2 separate regions of the Sus scrofa genome follow, and region 2 is linked to region 1. A link is a contact called in public Hi-C data. All regions are on one chromosome and are shown on one strand. Each heading gives the region's core, a stretch centred on a gene start, on an enhancer-like site or on the middle of the called end of the contact. The rest is flanking DNA. Distances are from core to core; before and after follow the strand shown. Region 1 holds the start of FRMD6 (FERM domain-containing protein 6). Region 2 overlaps LOC106509105 (a long non-coding RNA gene).

Region 1 (5,046 bases), core at 967-3,466:
TATAAAACCAATTTTAAGAGTTTTAAAGTACTTAGTTTACAAAAATGTACCACATAAGAGGTTATGTTTATCATGGTATTCATACTGTTAACATAATCATGATTCGAAAAATATTCATATAGTAAATTTTGCTATAATCAAATTTTAGACAATCCAATCTTAAACACATGATTTTAAAAAGTGGTTTAATATTATTTTGCTCCTTGGGTTACCTAATCATTTTATATTGCAACAGTGTTTTACAATCTAACAATATGTTGTTTTTATCTGCTAGATGTTTAAGCATGAAACCTGAAAAGAAATCAGATTTAGGAACTGTTTTCCAAGATAGTAATATATTCCTCACTTGTCTCATTTATCTTCACATATGAAAAAATAGATTATCTCATTAGATATAAAATTAAGACCTTACCAACTACTGTTCAATATGCACTGTTTGTGAATGCATGTTAAGAGGAAAAGTGTAATTCTCCACTTTTAAATGCTAACATTGTAATAAACAAATTTTTAAGTTAGTCTAGTAGTTAAATATAGCTAATTTAAAAGGCAGTCATTGGAACACAATTCTTGTCTTATAATGGAGTCATAACTTCATGAGTGCAACATCCTTAAAAGCTGCTCTGCTTTATCAGAAATAAGCTGGGGGGTGGGGTGGAGAAAGTTCTCTCATGGCTCAGGGGATTAAGGATCCCCTGTGGTCACTGCAGCGGCTTGGGTCACTGCTGTGGCCCCTGTTTGATCCCTGGCCCAGGAACTACCATATGCTGTAAGCAAGACCAAGAAAAAGAAGCTCCGCATAAAAAAAAAAAAAAAAAAAAAAAAAAAAAAAAAAAAAAAAGGAGTTCCCGTCGTGGCGCAGTGGTTAACGAATCCGACTAGGAACCATGAGGTTGCGGGTTCGGTCCCTGCTCTTGCTCAGTGGGTTAACGATCCGGCGTTACCGTGAGCTGTGGTGTTGGTTGCAGACACGGCTCGGATCCCGCGTTGCTGTGGCTCTGGCCTGGGCCGGTGGCTACAGCTCCGATTAGACCCCTAGCCTGGGAACCTCCATATGCCACGGGAGCAGCCCAAGAAATAGCAAAAAGACAAAAAAAAAAAAAGAAGCTCCGAAGGTATATTCTCAATGCTCAGTTTTAATGTCACAGTTCACAGAATGTAAAAGCTGAATGAAACAACCATTACAAACTTTAGTCGCGATGAACAAACGGAATTTCTTTTGCCATGCAAACAAGGCACACAAACGTGCCTTCAACCAATAACAGCCAGCTTTACATATTTATGGTTGATCAAAAGAGCAGGGCAATTTTAAAGTTGGCTTCTGATTTGGGATAGTGTCCTTTCTCAGGTCCTCTGCCTTCTTCTTGTCTCCTTGTCATGTCCAGACACATCCTTTAGTGAGGGGCCCTTTGGGAGCACTACTGTAGCTCCTGGCCAGGGGTCAGGAGTCCACAGAAGACCTAGGAGATTGGAGGTCTCGGGCCTGAAGGCCACGTGGAGGCTGGTCCCAGTGGATGCTTAGCCCTTCCCTAGATCCAACAACTAAAAGTGGTAAAGAAACCTCCTGATTTTGGGTCTTAGTGCCATAAAAATATCTTCCACTGGCCCTCTGCATCACTTGCCTTGGCAACCATCGAGAAAGAGCGGGCAAATATAATTTCTAAGGGGCCACTGACACTAAAACCACAGCGGATAGAGGCTGCGTCTACCTGAAGAACTGGCAAGAGAGAGTTAGCGGAGGCGACTTGGCTTCCTCTGCGGCGCCCCCTCCATCCAGTATAAAACCCGCGAAGCAGCGGCGACCCGAGTGGTGGGTGGGCAGGTGGGTGCAGGACCGGAGGGAAGCAAGGAATCACGAAGCCTCCTCCGCAGGTACCGCCTCCTCTCTCAACGGCCTCCCCACAGTCATTCTGAATTAGTAAAATAAAGCTCAGGCCAAACAGCCACCCCCAGCCAGCGCGACTGAGCTTTGGTGGGAGCGATACCCGGGAGCGGGGGATGGACGGAAGAAAGGCCATTAGGCCAGAAAGTGGGAGAGCTGACAGTGTCCCCTTGCGCCACTGTTTCCGTGGTGAGGGAAAGACTTAGATCGCCGCGGTTCTAATACAGCATCCTTGTGCAGGACCCGGAGGCGTGGTATGCTCAGCTTTCTCCCGCCCGGGACTCGCTGCACCCCTCCGCTGGACGCTTGGTTGGGCCCGGGGCGGGGCCTGCAGGAGCTCCACGTGCGGCTAGGAGCTGGGTGCTGGGCTTCAGCGGCTCTGCCACCGCCCCCGCTACCTCAGGGCGGAGGGGGGAGGAGCCTCAGGGGGCGGGGCGAGAGGCGTGGGCGGGGGCGGGGCGAGAGGCGTGGGCGTGGGGCGGGGCGGATGTGGAGCGCTAGTCCGGCTACCCTGACCGAGGGGCTGAGAACAGTGGGGCAGGCGCGGCACCGGCAGGAAGGCACGGAGAGCTGACGGGAGTCCGACACCTGGTGCTCCGGACTTTCTCCGAGGTACGAGCGGGAACCCGGCCCCTGGGGTTCCCCCAAACCGCCCCCTAGCCGGGCCACCGCGCCCCGGCCGCTCACTGTGCCCCCTGCCGGCCGGGTGGCGGCGGCGGCGGCTGGACCGGGCTTCGGGAGGGTTTCTGAAAGTCGCGAGCCGCAGCCCAGGCAGTGTCCCCTTCTCTGCGTCTTTCTTCGCCTTCTCCGCGTTCCCTCGCTCCGGGCGTCGGGCACCGGGCGGGAAGGTAGCTTCTCTGCGAGTCGGAGCTCGCCTACGCCGGGGTGGGAGGACGGGGCCCCGGGGCAGCCGAGCCGGCCAGCGAGGGAGGCGCGGAGCTCCGGGGCCGGCTCTGCGGCGAGGGCGGGAGGCCAGCTGGGGCTGCGGGCTGTGCCCCCGGGCTCAGTGCCCGCGCTCGGTGGTCGCCGGCGCCCTGTGTTGGGGGCGCCTGCCCGTCGCGTCCCGTCGCTGTGCCCAGGCTTCGGGTGTAGCCCCTGAGCCGCGAATTCTTGGGTGCCGCGCGGTACCGCCTGTTGTGCGCGCGCCGGCCGGGTTAGCCCGGCTGCGGAAAGGGACCCGAGCGCCGCGTCTTGTCCCACCGTCCCCGTGAGTGCCTAGTCGGGGGAACCAGAAACTGAGCTCGGGCTTGGGGACGCCGGAAGGAGGCCTCGGTGGGTTAGGAGTCGGGGGTGCGGCCTGCAGAATTTGTGTTCGGGGAGGAGCTGGCGACGCGCAGGCCGGACCCCGGGCCATGGAGACCCCCAGCCTCTGCTCGGGGAGGGGCCAGGACTTGTCAGGAATGGACAGTTGAGGGCCACCCGGGTGAGGTCCACAGGGCTTAGAGCAGCACCTCGACTACCGGGACAGTATAACCTACTGGTGAGGGCGTTTTCTTGAAGGCAGGAAGAAATGGAAAGCTGTCAAAATAAGCATATTTTAAAGTTGCAATGAAAGTTGGCAGGTTTTCAGGCCGTGCACTTGCGTAGCTAGTGTCCAAAGAAATATTAGCTCCTTGACACTCTTTTCTTTTGCATTTCTCAGCAAAAATCTGTTTTGCCAGTATCTCCCCTAGGAGTTGTGCATTGCCCTCAGCGGGGAAGGAAAACTTCAGCAAGTGTTGTCGGTTGCTTTTGACTTCAAGCCTGTGCTCTCCAACCTTCTTGACTGTGGACAAAAAGTATCTCTTGCTAGATTTCCCGTGTAGGATTCTGTCTATTCTTCTGTGGGCCCTGATGCTGTTTGTTTATTGCTTTTATAAGCATCTATTTAAATTTAGTTGTTGCACGAAATACTCCGCGTTGCCACAGGGTGTAGTTTGGGAATTAGAGAATACTGTTGGAGAAAGCTGCTAGTGGCTTCATTTTGCAAGAATGTAAGTCATTTCCTTTCTGTGATTTTAGGGAGTTGATACTTCACAGCATCAAAACTTCGTGGGGAAAATTTTCCGTAATACATCTGTCATTAAATAGGCTTTTGACTTTTGGATTTCTCTTTTCAGAGCAGAGCATAAATTTAGGGCCAGCAATGTTAAAGGACCAGAAGTTTTTTGGAATCTATAGCAGTAGGAGACTTGTAGAAAGTAATTTTAACAACCACCAAGACCTACAAACCGCCTGTAGGAGTGGGGGAGGGGAGAAGAACAGAAGAGAGGCAGGAAAACAGATGCCTGTGCTGCTGTCCTTTGTAGTATAAAACTTCGAGCATTTAATCATTTTCCATGGATGTGGTTTTGAGAAATAAAAGTATTAGGTGAAAAATGAAAATACTCCACAGTATGAGACAGCTGACATTTGAATGCTCTTTCAGGATGTTCGTAAATATATTGGATTTGTATTTCATATTAAAATGGACTTCTGGGATTATTAGATGAGAAGGGTCCCCCAGGGGATATCTCCTATCTGTAGGATATCTTTTCCAGAAAGCAGACCGGCTGTAATATGAACTAATCCTTCTCCCCTCCCCCCCGAATTGCTTGTATGATTGCCTGAGATCTGACACTGATGGACCACAGAAATCAGCCGTTCTTGGGGGGCTCCAGACATTTTAAGGGACAGGAAATCTTTTTTTGTTTCTCTCCCATGCTTTTTAGGGGGCAACCAGGGGTAAGCTACCAGCTTCAAATACATAATTTGAGCTTGCAGATTTTAGATGCTCATGGCTGTACAGGAAGACAGCATGGGCCAGGATGAAGACTACAGTTTTTGAAAGCTAACTGTCCATATGCTAACTCAAAATTATTAGCTACAAGTTCTTTAAAAACTCATGGAATTGTGCTGATTGAATGGGGGGGGGGCACGTGGAGGTTATAGAGCTTTTCTAGTTTCGGAACTTTGTTTCCACTTTTACTAGGCTTCTAAAGCTTTTGAGTTTCAGAATTTATGACATAATAGTCTGTGTACCCTTTTGTGGCAGATGCTTGAAATGAAAGTTTCAAACAATTGTTTTTGACTGAGCTGTCAGGTTCAGAGTTTAGTGTAAATGAGTCTTGTCTCACAACTAACCTTTTTGATAGAGGAATTCTTTGTAGTTTTCAACTTGAATGTTGCACATTTTGATTTCTAAGGCT
Region 2 (5,046 bases), core at 1,883-4,382, 90 kb after region 1:
GTGGGGTTGATGCCCAGTGAAACTGATCTGTCTCCCATTTCTGTGGTGAGAACAGCCAGCAGATGGGTGTCTGGTAACCCAAAGCCTTTATTGAACTGGCCCAAGTCAATCGTTCCACCTGGCATGGAGCTGGGGGCCAACTCAGGTTTCAGCCACAGACTCCTGGGGGATAGTACCCCAAAATGGGGCAGAAAACTGAACCTCAGGCGTGGGGTGGGGGAAGCGGGGGAGGCACAGAGGATGTCAGGACAGAAGGAGAGCTAAGAGATTGTTGATCAGTCTGTCCCCTAATTCAAGGGTTCACAAACTGGAATGAGTCTCAGAAAGAATCAAAGAAACATTTCTAAAAGATAGATTGATTTCCAGGCCTCCACACCATACCTACCATGGCTTAGGGTAAGGCCAGGATTCTGATGCCACCACTCATCCCTCTGCCTGCCCCTGGGAGCTCATGAGCCAGCCGGTTCCAAACCATTCCTGGCCGTGACTCCAAGGCAGTCCTTTCTCTAGTTGAGATGTTTCTCTTCTTTCTTTACCAGCAGTTCAGATGCAAGAGAAACTCCCTGAAATACAAGGAGGGAAAATATATCTCTGGCAGGGGTTTGACAGCATCTGTCAGCTGTGTTTTTTGTTTTTTATTTTTTTAGGGCCTCACCAGCAGCATATGAAGGTTCCCAGGCTAGGGGTCTAATCGGAGCTGTTGCTGCCGGCACACCACAGCCACAGCCACAGCCACACCAGATCTGAGCCACATCTGTGATCTACACCACAGCTCATGGCAATGCTGGATCCTTAACCCACTGAATGAGGTCAGGGATGGAACCTGCCACCTCATGGTTCCTAGTCAGAGTCATTTCCACTCTGCCATGATGGGAACTCTGCATCTGTCTGTTATGAATCTGTGCTGAAGCAGAAGCAGGTGCTTCCTGGGAGGTGCAGGAGCAAAGCTCTCCTTTAGACTGTTGCCACTTTTATCCCCATCATTCATCTTCAGTGAGAACCCCTGAAAGGAGACTGAGAGGTTCAAAGACAAGCCTTTCTCCTTTGACAGCCTCCAGGGTCTGAGAAGTAGGAGCAGGAGCCACAGGATCTGTGCTTTTGCTTGGCACCAAGAGAGGGCACCAGAAATGACGATGCCTCCACAATGGCCTGGATTCAGTTATGGAAGATGCAAGCTCTGCTGCTGGAACCCATGCCTTCTCCTCCCCCAGATCACACAGCACTGGGAGGGTCTCAGGAAGAATGCTGAGAGTGAAGAGTCAAAAGCAGGCAGGGAATTGTGGCTGGATTTATTTATTTTTTATCTGAGCCTCTAGATGCTGTATTCAGGCTCTTGATGTTTTTCCCATTGGGTTCTAATCTCTGTGGTCACAAGGCCCTTCCCATCAAGGCCGTCCTAATCCAAAATCTAAAACAGATGTTCTATGATCAAGACAATAGATGGTAAATGAAGAATCTGAGGATCAGCTGAAACTTATCTTTAAATATTGCAGGTTATAAACTTCATGAGGGTGGAAACCACGCCTTTCTCACTCACAACTGCCTCCTGAGGGACCCTCACCACCTGGCATGAAAAAGGGGCTCAATAAAGGGTGGGTTTAGCAGCGGTCCAAGTTCTGCCACCATGGGCCAAGGTGCTAGGCAGGCCCCAGGAAGTCCTCCCCACCAGGAATGATCTTCCTCTTCCTTCCAGGCTCAGCTGCATGACCCCCGCTCAGAAATGGTCCCTGAACACCCTGTTCAACATCGGGCTCTTCCATCACGTCTCTACCATGTAACCGTCTCTAGTTCTCCGAGAGCAAATGTCACAGTCTCCAACTCTGGTTTTCTAATTCATTTATTAGTATTTTATTACCTGCCTCCTATACCATTAATAGCAGCACTGCCTAACCCTCCACCCACAGCACCTGAAACAGGTTCTTGGCCCCACAGGCACCCTGTGAATTTGAGTTGAATGAATGAAGCAGCATTGGATTATGCGAACAAGAGAGATGCTTCTCTCCATTCTAAAATGCACGTTTTCTTGGAGTTCCCGTCCTGACTCAGCAGAAACAAACCTGAGTAGTATCCATGAGGACGCATGTTCAATCCCTGGCCTCACTCATTGGGTTAAGGATCCGGCATTGCTGTGAGCTGTGGTCTAGGCCAGCGGCTACAGCTCTGATTTGACCGCTATCCTAGCCTGGGAACCTCCATATGCCATGGGCGCGGCCCTAAAAATACAAAAAATAAAACGCATGTTTTATTGTTCTGGACCTAGGTTGCATCTTACAGTGAATGCGCATGTTTGAGGGTGTGTTTCGCTCCCATTCCTACCTGAAAACTCTTTCTTAGTGTATCAAGTACGCATGTTGGAAACCATGTCTTAGCACCAATGCAGGACAGCAAACACTATCCTGAGCTCTGTAGCTTAGCTATCTCCAAACCCAGGACACTCTTTCTGAGCAATGAGGAGGAGAGAGGCACATCAAAGGGAATCAAATAAGGAAACCAGTGCCCAGGAACAGTCAGGAGGAATGTAAAGCATAAAGGATGTCAGTAGAGGTCAGGGCGGGCTGCCAGTGGTCTTCATTGGGCACTGAGCTGTATGAATTTCTCTTCCTCTCCTGCCTCCCCCATCCCACTTTGGTGTTGATTAATGTGCCAGAGACCACGCCTCTGATGGCCTAGAGTCCTGGGGTGGCAGGACACATGGGCCTAGTCCTCATGGAGTCCTGGGCATGCACAAAGCTGAAGGCTCCACTCAGGGGCTGCTTGGATTGGAACTTGAAGCCTTCTACCAAAGTGTGGTTCTGCAGCAACTGCTTCAGAACCAGTCAGAGTGTGCATAACACGCAGATTCTTTGGGCCCAACCCCTCCACCCCAGAATCAGCCTCCATAAGCAGTGCCCAGAATCTGCTTTTTAATAAGCTCCCCACCCCCCAAACACGATTCTTATGTGAGTGGTTCTTAAACTTAACAAATGAAAATGAAGGAAGTATATGATTCACAAAGGGAATTAACTCAACTCCAAGCAGCTTCTATTACAAATGAGAAAGGAATCCCACAAGCCACTGCTGGAGGCGCTCGGGTCTGGAGTGAGGTCTCGTCAGCAAGGCAGGGCCTGGGGGCAGAAAACAGAGCTGGGCTCCGGAGCGTCCGCCTCCTGTTCTTGGCTGCAGCCTGACCCCTGGTGGTCAGAGTGAGTGGTTTAGTACAAAGGACCCAGAACCTTTGGCTATTTGGGATGCCAGGAAATGTTGTAACAAACTCCACCTCAGCAACCAAAGGCTCTATTGCCAAAACTAGGATGATTTGAGGAGGAAGATATTCGTATGTTATGGATTTTCCAAATTCCTTGTTTGACCTCCATTGTTGACTCATCCTGTCAATGCCCCTCCCCAAACATCTCTAGGTTGCATTTTAGCTACATTTCTGCATCTCATCTGAGGGAAGAGAGCAGGACAAGGAGTTTTGTTTTTTGTTTTGTTTTTTTAAGGCTGGAGATGTGGCCAGAATTCGCAAACTAAAAACAGGTCACAGGTGTACCCACAGTCTCCCTAATGCCGCTGCCTTTTCCTCATCAGCCCAGGTCCACTCTGCCTCTCACCCGGCTGGCGCACCTGAACCCACAGAGGAGTGAGTGAGCCCGTGAGCCGGCCTCACCGTGGCAGCAGTCCTCCCTCTGCCCACCTGGTAAAGGGAGGCTCATTTAGCACCAGGACATGGAACCTGTCAACTTGCTGAAGCTCAGCCTCTCCCAGGATGCAGGTGGTCATGAAAACAGGTAATTTAAAGAAGTCTCTCCAGTAATATACCACCCTCTCCCTCTCCTTTTTAATTCTTAGGCATTTGTAACAACAGAAAGAGATTATCAGACTTGAATGATGAATAAGAGTGTGTGTTTGCATTTCCAGAACTGAAATACAGAGCTCAAATCAGTGACTGCAAAAAAAAAAAAAAAAAAAAAAAGCTGAGTTATTGTAAAGAAGGTAGCAAATTCAGAGAGGGGAAAGTTCAACCCAGAGTCAGTGGAAGGGAAGCTCTGCCTGAGAGGCAGGACCTGAGTTGGTTCAGGGTTGACTCTTCAGGTGTTTGCACACTTGTCTGAGAGCTCTCTGTAAGGAAGGCTTTGAGCTGAATGCTAGGAAGTCAAAATAAATAAAAATAAGGCCTCTGACTCCTCCCTTCAAGTTCTTAGTCTTTCGGGAGGCTGTGGAAAGTCATAGGAGCCAACAACTATCACACTATTTGGACTCTGATTTTTTTTTTTTTTTTTTTTTTTTTTTTTTGGCATTTTAGAGCCCCACCCACAGCATATGGAAGTTCCCAGGCTAGGGGTCAAATGGGAGCTGCAGTCACTGACCTACACCACAGCCACAGCAATGCCAGATCCTTAACCACTGAGCAAGGCCAGGGATCAAACCCACATCCTCATGGATACTAGTTGGGTTCATTCCTGCTGAGCCACAACAGGAACTCCTGGACTCTGAATTTATGTGGCATGTTTAGCTCTTTGATTTGCTGTGTGATTATCATCATCTCTCTTGTTTGCCAAACCCATAGAAGTTTACTTCATTCTCACCATAATCCTAACATTATTTACTACTTTCCCCTTTGTATAAATGAGGAAACTGACCCCTTAGGGAGAACAGATATTGTATCCAAGATCAAATAGCTGGGAAGTGGGGGAGCCGACCCAGCATGAGCCTGACTCCAGAGCTCACTGTCACCCACTAGGCGACAACATCCTCCAGGGCCTCCCCCTCTAATCTTGTTCTGTGCTCTCACATCCTTTCCTCCTGTCTCTGAGGATAAGGCCCATGGCTGTCAAAGCTCAATCGTCACTTCACCCCTCCCTTCCCGTTGTTAGGACCTGTCCATTCTCCTCCTCTTCCTGCACCCTCAGTTCATCCCTTCTGCGCGTTCCTTCCCCTCAGCCCGTGAATGTGCTGAAGGCTCTCCTTCACCAAACAAACCCACAGACAAAACATATCCAAAGCTTCCTATATCACATACCTATTAGAACAGCTAAAATAAAACATAGTGACAATACCAAATGCTGG

Evidence for each region. A called contact is a pair of places that touch in the nucleus more often than the background predicts.
Region 2: a contact with region 1 is called in a Hi-C map of embryonic fibroblasts, with 3 times the contacts expected there. The contact joins the enhancer-like site here to the promoter of FRMD6 in region 1. A contact is called at or near these places in 1 of 5 promoter capture datasets (liver), 4 of 47 Hi-C or Micro-C datasets (alveolar macrophages, embryonic fibroblasts and fetal skeletal muscle) and 1 of 2 datasets of contacts at active chromatin or transcription factors (skeletal muscle).

What each region holds. Positions count from the first base shown.
Region 1 is chr1:181,336,188-181,341,233 of Sscrofa11.1, forward strand. It overlaps FRMD6 (FERM domain-containing protein 6), which reads left to right and starts at 2,217. Exons shown (of 14, transcript XM_021101841.1): 1 at 2,217-2,491.
Region 2 is chr1:181,425,514-181,430,559 of Sscrofa11.1, forward strand. LOC106509105 (a long non-coding RNA gene) reads right to left here. Exons shown (of 3, transcript XR_001306366.2): 2 at 386-563. Among named protein-coding and RNA genes, the nearest start is that of GNG2, 57 kb to the right of the region's middle. Within about 2 kb of position 3,133, at least 18 of the 83 cell types and tissues checked have an H3K27ac peak or open chromatin away from gene starts, as enhancers often do. A contact at or near this core is called in embryonic fibroblasts, where this site is marked.